Regions from separate parts of the Anas platyrhynchos genome. Here region 1 is linked to region 2. Evidence: chromatin contacts called from public Hi-C data. All regions are on one chromosome and are shown on one strand. The core of a region is the stretch at or near the end of the contact, and the rest is flanking DNA. Distances in the headings are between cores, read along the strand shown. Region 1 holds the start of CLDN16 (claudin 16). Region 2 has its middle 21 kb from the start of CLDN1.

Region 1 (4,207 bases), core at 1,634-4,133, 35 kb after region 2:
TGCCTTAGGGAAGTAGTGCTGCATTGATGCCACGCAGTTTAAAAGCCCTACTAAACCAAGCTCTGATAATTATTAGGATACCCCAATGCTTTTGTTAGTGTTAAAATACTGCAAATGTTAGATTAGCTGACAGAAAACGATGCAGTTTGTGTATATACTACAGCCTACACTCCACTTGAAAGCTATACTGAATCATGTCAGCCTGGTTTTAGGCTATACAAAGACATCTTGAGATATTTTGAGAGAGCTGATTTCCAAAGATGAGGGGACATCTGCCATGCTAAGCTAGGAGCGCAGTATATAATGAGAAACTGCCACAGACTTTGCTTCATGAAGACGTGGATTTGTTTTAAATAAAGACTATTATATATTTACTGTCAATTTCTATTGTATAAGAATTCTGCATTCTTTCTAATAACTCCAGCAGTTTCCATGGGACTGTTTAGAGAGATGAGTCTAACGAAGGAACAGATACTGTGCTGGTCTCTCTGTCAGGTGAAAATCACAGACCATCATATTGCACGCTCTGGAGCACTCTTACACCAGGGAAAACTGGAGCATCTCGACCTGCTCTGCCACCAGAGCCAGGATGTTCCTGAGCCCTGAGCGAGATGCAAATAGCTGGTGTGAATCCATTTCATGTCCTTCAGTGACTCATGGCCAGAGAAGCACTGGCATTCTGCTCTAGGAAGGGTCATTCACATGCCCTGCCCTACAGGAAGGGGACACAGGGAGAGAAGATGGAGCTGGAACAGCAACATGAATCACTGGACATGCGGAAAATAAACGAGATGTTGTTAGAGCTATGGAGAGATGGAGCAAGCCACTGGCAGCCCTGCACCTGAACATGCTGCCTACAGCTCTTTGTGGAGTTTGCTCCTTAGGCTGACAGGCACAGACAACTGGTGTGTTAAGCCAGAAGAATAGAGTGTGATGGAGTGTGATGAGCTCATGACAAAAGCTTAGAAACTCCACTCTGGCTGGTAGTGTGGTCCTGGTATTTTCCTGGGAGCTTTTAGCTTTCCACCTCATGCTTGTATTAGGAACAATGGCCCATTCTCTGCAGATGGGATTTTTATTTTATTATTTATTTTATTTTATTTTATTTTATTTTATTTTATTTTATTTTATTTTGTTTTGTTTTGTTTTGTTTTATTTTATTTATTTCTGAAGGAGGCTTGTGTCTGAGTTCAGGACAGAGTGAGAAGGCAGGGAGATACATATGGCCATAATACATTGTTTGGTTAGTCCAAGCTCTGCTACTCTCAAGCTCTGCACTTGTCCTCTCTAAGGATTCAGTTCTGCTTGTGGGAAGGCTCACTCCAATTTTCCAGGTCTTTTCTGAGCTCACCACACCACTTTTTCTGAGTTACTACTAATAACAGTTAGCCACGGTACCTTACTCTGAAAACTGGTGCAGCCACAGGTTAATTAACATAGAAGAAGGCAGGTACAGGAAGGTTATGCATATGTCAGTACCTGTCTCATGTCAGTGCAATCCATAGACATGTGGCTAATGAAAGTCATTACCCTTTATGAGGCCGTGTGGTCAATGCCATGTCCCTGTGGGTCAGAACTGTTGGAAACACAAGCTTGCCATTGTCATAGGAAGCTATAAAGTGAAGATCATGGTATTATTTTGCCTTATATAGGCACTTGGAAGCAAGAAATTTCAGCAGAAAGCTTCATATCCACACAACCATATCAAGACGTGTCTGGCAAAGAAGGAAGAAAAGTTCCTTGGTGCTCAGCTTCTAAGAATGGAATTAAAAAACACAGCAGGAAAGGTAAAGCAGCCCAGAGCCCTACAGACCCTGCCTTTTTGACTTGGGCATTTTGTTCTTTATCCAGTGTCTCCCAGCAGCACATACTGAGGAATTATGCAGTGCGTCCTCTGAAGCACCGAGTGATCCTGGGGTAGAGGCAAAAAGATACCCCGGACAGTAAAACTGCCTCGTAAGGTTATGAGAGGAATTCTCCAGGTTATATACTGCTGTAACAACAAACTCGTTATTGCTATTATTTTTGGAGGGAATTCTTGAAGAGAAAGCAAGCTTTGAACAGCTCTGTAAAAGTACAAACTGGCTCCATCTTCAGGTGGCAGATGAGGTGACAGACACGCTCGGTTTGGGAAAGCAGATTGCAAACAGCAAGAATCTGCTCCTCAGCCCTGTGCTGAAGACTTGCCCACTAAAAGTAAATCTCTCTCTTTTTTTTTTTTTTTTTTTTTTTTTTTTCAGCTTCTCTTTCCAAAAATAAAGATTATTGAGTATGTGATGGTTCTGTGCATACGGACCTTCAGGGTGGAAGGATTTTCTAGTCCTTCTCCCCCTTGGTTTTCCTGGAAGGTGGCCCTGTGGCCTAGCTCGAAAAGTTCCAGATTCCCATGTGTGATCTGCAGTAAGGCCATGAACAGGGCATGAGAATTATGTAGGTTTGGCTTAAATGCAGAATAAAGAGCTCCATATCTGAGCTGGGATAGTTGTTTGTGGTTGTTGGTGTTGGCGCTGAGGGTCCATGACTGATACCCTTTCCCTTCCCTTCCTGCATTGAACTGGATCATCAGGGTGCTGGAGCCCGACAGGGTAACCAAAGGGCCTGGAATCTTCACCTGTGCACTCTGTAGTCTGTCAGTACTGAGGCATGAAGTAGTATGGAGGAATAAATATTAATGCACTTGTGTATTACACCTAGCGGTGCTCAAAACTTCTTCCCTGAACAAGTTTTGATTCTTTTACAAAATCCCTACTTTGCCAGCCCCTGTGACAATACCTTTTCCTTCCCTTGGAGGCCCAGGACTCCAGCTACGTGTGTGTCACTTCTGCACAGCCCCATTTCCCTTCAGCCAGGCATGACAAGAGCTCCAGCTGTGCAGGGCTGATTGGCTGCAGCAGCTCCACGTTTGCTGTGGGCTCCCTCCTCCTGTCCCTGCTTCGGCTCTGCTTTTGCAGAAGTCAGGAGTTCCCACTGTTCATGGCCACTGGAAAGGGCAGCGGTGACCTGGACACGAAAGCTCTGCTTCTATTCCAGCTTTAAGAAAAAAGACCCAGGCATTGTTTTTCCCATGCCGCTGGATGCGCTGCAGCCTTCTGGGATGAGGTTTTTCCTCCAGTATGCTGGCTGTTTTTTTGCTTTTTTTTCTACTGGGTTTTTGATAGTATCTACCTGGACAGACTGCTGGATGGTGAATGCTGATGATTCCCTGGAGGTAAGATCTTTCAGAGGACCAGATCTCCAAATCAAATGTGTCCTAGGGAGACTGTGGCATCGTTGCTCCACTCTCATCTACATTTCCCCGGTTGGGCTGGATGAAAGTGGATGAAAATGAAAGAAATGACTCTGGCATGAGCAGGGGAAAAGTGGTCATTTTGTGTAATTCTCTCTGCCAGGCTCTGCTCTCAGGAAAAGTCTAGAGGCTCCAGATTTAAATGTGCATGAACTGGAGCACATTACCCAGCATCTCCAGCCTGCACAGAAATTTTGGAGATGTTTCTAGTTCTGTAGGTCAGTCTTCTTGGTGAAGAAATCCAACATGTACATCTGTGCTCCACAAGCATTTTTCTTAATAGCCATTGAGCTCTAGGGCTAACAGAAATGTGTGGGGACCACGGGGACTGCTGTCAGATCCAGCACTCAAAAAAAATATTTTCTTGAACTTGTGCAGACATCAGCACTTTCGTGTTAGAGAACAGTTTTGGCAGAAGTAAGCTGCAAGAAATGAAGGGGCAGAATGGCACATATTTGCAAGCTGTGCCCCAGACTCCAGTCCCCAAATCATCCCTATTTCCCTAGGACGCGGTATTGCAGTTTTCTTCCCCAGGCAGGCATCATTTTCTGCACATTGAAGAGCTGCAGGGCCACAGTGTGGAAATCTGTTGTCTGGAAAACTGGGTGCTTTGTGCTGAGGTGAAACACTTCCCAGGACAGAGACTTTGGCTGAATATATCAGCAGGAAACTTTCTATCTGCAGGCTAGCAGAGGAAACCAGAGGAGCTCCTCTGCATTCAGTGACGGTAACGCGATGTTCAGCAGTTTGAAGGAAGCACAGTTGAAAGGGCATAACAGGCTCAAGGCTGCTGACTTGAGAGGAACTGCCAGTGAACCCCCAGCAGGAAAAAGAGTGTGGACCCACTAGTACTGGCTGGGATATCGCTCTTCGTTTGTCATCCTAATTTGGGAGTTATTTTAGATTAATTTCAGGAAACAT
Region 2 (4,117 bases), core at 277-2,776:
TGACGCAAGAAGTTTCAGGGTGCCCTGGTTGTGCCTGAAGAAACAGCCGTGCAGCCCCACGTGCAGCAGCAGCAGCAGCACCGAGGAGCACTCCTGCAGCAGACGCCCTGCTGGCTCAGACGTCAGGTTTTGTGGTGCCCTTCAGACAATGACCCTGGACGGGGCAGCAGTTTCTGCACCCAGCTCCATAAATCCTGGAGTGACTCCTTCACCCAGCGGCTGATTCACCTGGGACTGGAGTGACGCCGCGATTTACGAGGCGATTCCCAGGGAAGGTGAATGGGCGAGCTGGGCTGAGTCAGATGCCAGCACCGCTGGGGGACTCAGCCCTCACGGGGGGGAAGAGGCTGGGCTCCCCAGCCCAGCTCACCCCGAGCTGTCACCCAGCTGTGACACGGTGCCCAGGAGCTGAGCCTTGCAAAGGAGCAGCTCGGGGTCTCAGGGATTCACTTCATGGGCACTTCACTTCCCCAGCCTCTCCCCGCAGGCATGCCTAAAGCCAAAAATAGGATCAGCTGGAGCAAAGGGGCTGGTGTCCACGTGAGAGGTGGAGGATTTCATTTGTGCTCCTGCTCTGGCTGGTTCAGAGGCTGCAAACGGCCCGTGAGGGAGTGCCCTGACCTTCCTAACTTTGGGCCGGTGGCTATTCCGGTGTCCTCCAGGCGTGCCTGCCTGGTACATCACCCGTCAGCCTCCCGCATCCCTGGCCAGGCAGTCCTGCTCCCGACAGCCTCACTATCTGCTCCACCTGGCCTGGCTCCAGCAGGTGGTTTCTCCACTCCCAGCTCCTTGCCCCACGCTGCTGGCTGATGTTTTTCCTGCAGGAAATTGGCTCCGCGGCTTTCTCTTTGTGTAGCTGGGTACAAACGAATGAGGGGAGTGGGGATCGTGAAGGTTTCATCAGATTTTTGAGATGCTGGCATGGGAGCAAGCCTGAACATGACCCAGCGAGGCACTTGGGACAGCAAATTCCAGGGGAGGAGAAACTGCACGAGAACAAAGGGAGTTTGTCTGAGAACAGGAGCACAAAGAAAAGTCCTCATTGTTTTAGCTGGAAGAGAGAGATGAAACTGTTTCTAAAGTTAGGTGAAGCTCCCTGCCTCCCAGTCATCCCTCATTTGTGACCCAAATTACACTGAGTCCTGGGGCAGCACCTACCTTTATTAAACTGAGTTATTTGCATCAGAAAAGAATCATCTAAAAAAAAAAAAAAAAAAAAAAAGGCTCAGGCAAATGCTGCTGGTCTTTTCACCTGACTTCCTTTGAGATTACAGTCCAGGGGAGTCATCCCCTCCTTGCCACCGTGTAGCTGAGCTCACAGTCAGACTTATCAAGGCCAGGGACACGCAGGGGCTGTGGCAGAGGCAGAGGCAGGAAGCCTTCCTCCCACCCTGCTGCCAGCTTAGCCTGGCGCCCTGCCTGCTCCCCACTGAAACTGCTCCTGACCTTAACGGAAAAGGGGAGAGTCCTCCCGGGTGACTCACAGCCCCGAATATTATGTCGGGAAACGAGCAGTTTAGATCAGGAAATAAGCTTGCTTTCGTTTTCGGGAGTGACGGTTGTTCTGGATGGGGATCAGGTGCCTTGTTTATCCATCCGGAGACAGGGCTCAGCTGAAAGTTTTGGTGGGTGGTGAGAGTCTGTAGCCGCAGGCTGCCACAGGGCATTTTCAGACCTGAAAATCTGATGGCATTTTCAGCTAGGAACAGTCAGGAGAGATCGGGATCTTTTCTGGATGTGAACTGACATGAGCACCCGACGAAGCAGGGGCTCACCACTGGTACTGCCAGGAGCTCGGCAGCTTCACTGAGGACATTTCAGCTCGGGACTCATGAGCTTTCTGTTCCATCAGCCACAGCCATGAGTTTCTGTGACCAGAACCAAGTGAACCCCTTTCTTGATGGGGTCCGACACACCCCTTCCTGCACCGGTGTAGGGGAAGGTAAATGTGTTATGTCTCTGATCTGCTGTTTTGCTTAATTTAATCTAGATAAGAGTTTGTCGTAGCCCGTTGCTGCTTACTGAACGGTAACTATGGACAAGATCTTTGCTGCTCTGAATACAGACCTCAACCAGCTGAGGAAAGGGATGTGATGACAAAGGTAGCTGTAATAGCAGGATAAGAGGAAAACCTCTTCCCTTCTTTTGCTGTTATAACAAACAAGTGGACTTAGCCTTTTTCCCAGTGGGAAACCCACATAAAAATAACAGAAATTGCCCCACAAATGGCAGCAGTCCCAAGCTTTCATTACCCTTATGAAAGAAACCCCTTTTCCTAGCAGATGCTGTGATCATTTCCAACCTTCTGGCACCCATCTTTGCAGTTAGCCCACCATGCATATGTCACCCACAAGTGTGCACGCTTGCATAAAGACATTTGTGCAGGTCCTGGTCAGAAAGGAGACCCATTCTCCTCTCTCAGAACTGTTTAAGTTCACCCTGAGGGAAGGCTGCCTGTGCCAGGATGCCCTGTGTTCTGACACACTAGTGCAGCCTTTCCAAAAGACATTAACCCGAGAGCCTAGCTTCAACAGTCAGCTTAAAATTTCCCTGATCATCTGTAACAGAATCTCTCTAACTGGTTTTCTGGTTTTCACAGATGAGTAAGACCAGATACTGGTGCTCTTTTTTTTTTTTTTTTTTTTTTTTTTTTTAATTGCTACCATCAAGCTTAATTGTACTTTCAAGCTGAATGAGTGTAAGTATACACAGATGGGTGTGGGAACAGGTCCCAGATTGCACCCACTGCATTCTTCTCATCTCCTCTGGAAGGAGATATTGTCATTGTAGTAACCAGCCTCAGCCACCTCACAGGTTTGGGGCTGGATGGAGCCCAGAGCCTCCCTTCCCACCTGTGCTGGTCGGCCAGGGACAAGGTGTGGGAAGCTGACTTTGCCCCCACCCCATTCTTGGGTCTGCGTGCACACAGCAGCCTCTGTCATTTTGAGTTTTTTATCTTTCGCCAGACCTAAATTCACAGACAAGCATCCACCAGGAGCAAAGAAACCTCTGTCATGGAGAAGACTGCAGTATCCCAGGGGCACAGGGAAGCAAGGGACCTTGTGCTGGGGGTCAGCAGCATCGGGAGCAGACCCAAGGAGCTGCTCCTTGCCCAGCCAGGTGCTGTACTTGCCAGGAGCACCATTTCCCCCCCCTGCACCTTACAGTGAGTCCATCCATCAGCAGGTGCACCTGTGGGCTCTGCAAACGTGTGCAGCCATCCGTCCTGGGAAGGAAAACACCACGAGAGTTGCTGAGCAGAAGCAGCCTCTAATAGGAAATCACCTCGATTGCTCTTAAGTGGAACAGGCACTGCTCTGAGAGGAGCCTTCCGGTTCTGGCCTGCTGCATTGTGAGTTGTTTTGCAGATGAATTCCCGAGGGAGAAGGAAAAGTGTTTAGTTTGCTTTTATCAGCATTTCTTCTGAAATTCTTTCAGTTCTTGTGAAAAGATAATAACATATGTAAAAAAAATAGAGTCCTGGAAGAATCTCCCATGGGAAGTCATGGATGTTGTAATCACCTCTTTTACCTCCTATTATTCCAGGAGATTTGAATCAAAATTGCCCATGTCACAGGGGAAAAAGAACCCCAGAGAAGGCCTTTCTCTAAATGCCTTCAGAGAAACACTCACGTTACTCTTCTTGCAAATCTCCCTGGCAGGAAGGGAGCAGGGCATGCCCTGCACTTCTTGTGTGACCCCCAGCTATCCCATAAGGAATGCCTAACCGACCAAACCAGGGACAGGGCTGTGATCAGACCCAGGACATGTGCCTAGGAACCAAGAAGTGGTTGCTGATACAAACTAAGGGCTGCCTAGCTCCTGGTTTTCTCCAGGAGTGACCCCACCACAACCAGAGAAACAAGACCCCCTCCTCCGCCCCCTGTCTCCAGACACTTCCAGTGCAGAGAATTTCCCCAGCCTGTTGTGAGCTGTGCTTTTAACAAACCTCATAGGATTTATCTTCTGAGTACTGTCCACTTTGGCACTAGTAAACTTTATAAGTGTTATGAACAGTCAAGGTGCCTCTTGAAGGGGATTTCGGGTGCTGCAGCTCGTGGTGTGTGCTCAGGGATGCTGGACACCACACTACTTGCTTCACAGAGCCCTTACTGGC

The links. Hi-C and Micro-C count contacts between places; a contact is called where the count stands out from the background.
Region 1: a contact with region 2 is called in a Hi-C map of skeletal muscle, with 2.4 times the contacts expected there. The contact joins the promoter of CLDN16 here to the enhancer-like site in region 2. A contact is called at or near these places in 2 of 8 Hi-C or Micro-C datasets (liver and skeletal muscle).

Annotation. Positions count from the first base shown.
Region 1 is chr9:11,487,832-11,492,038 of IASCAAS_PekinDuck_T2T, forward strand. It overlaps CLDN16 (claudin 16), which reads left to right and starts at 2,884. Exons shown (of 5, transcript XM_005029603.6): 1 at 2,884-3,208. The coding sequence starts at 3,065.
Region 2 is chr9:11,454,560-11,458,676 of IASCAAS_PekinDuck_T2T, forward strand. No RefSeq gene overlaps it. Among named protein-coding and RNA genes, the nearest start is that of CLDN1, 21 kb to the right of the region's middle. Within about 2 kb of position 1,527, at least 1 of the 8 cell types and tissues checked has an H3K27ac peak or open chromatin away from gene starts, as enhancers often do.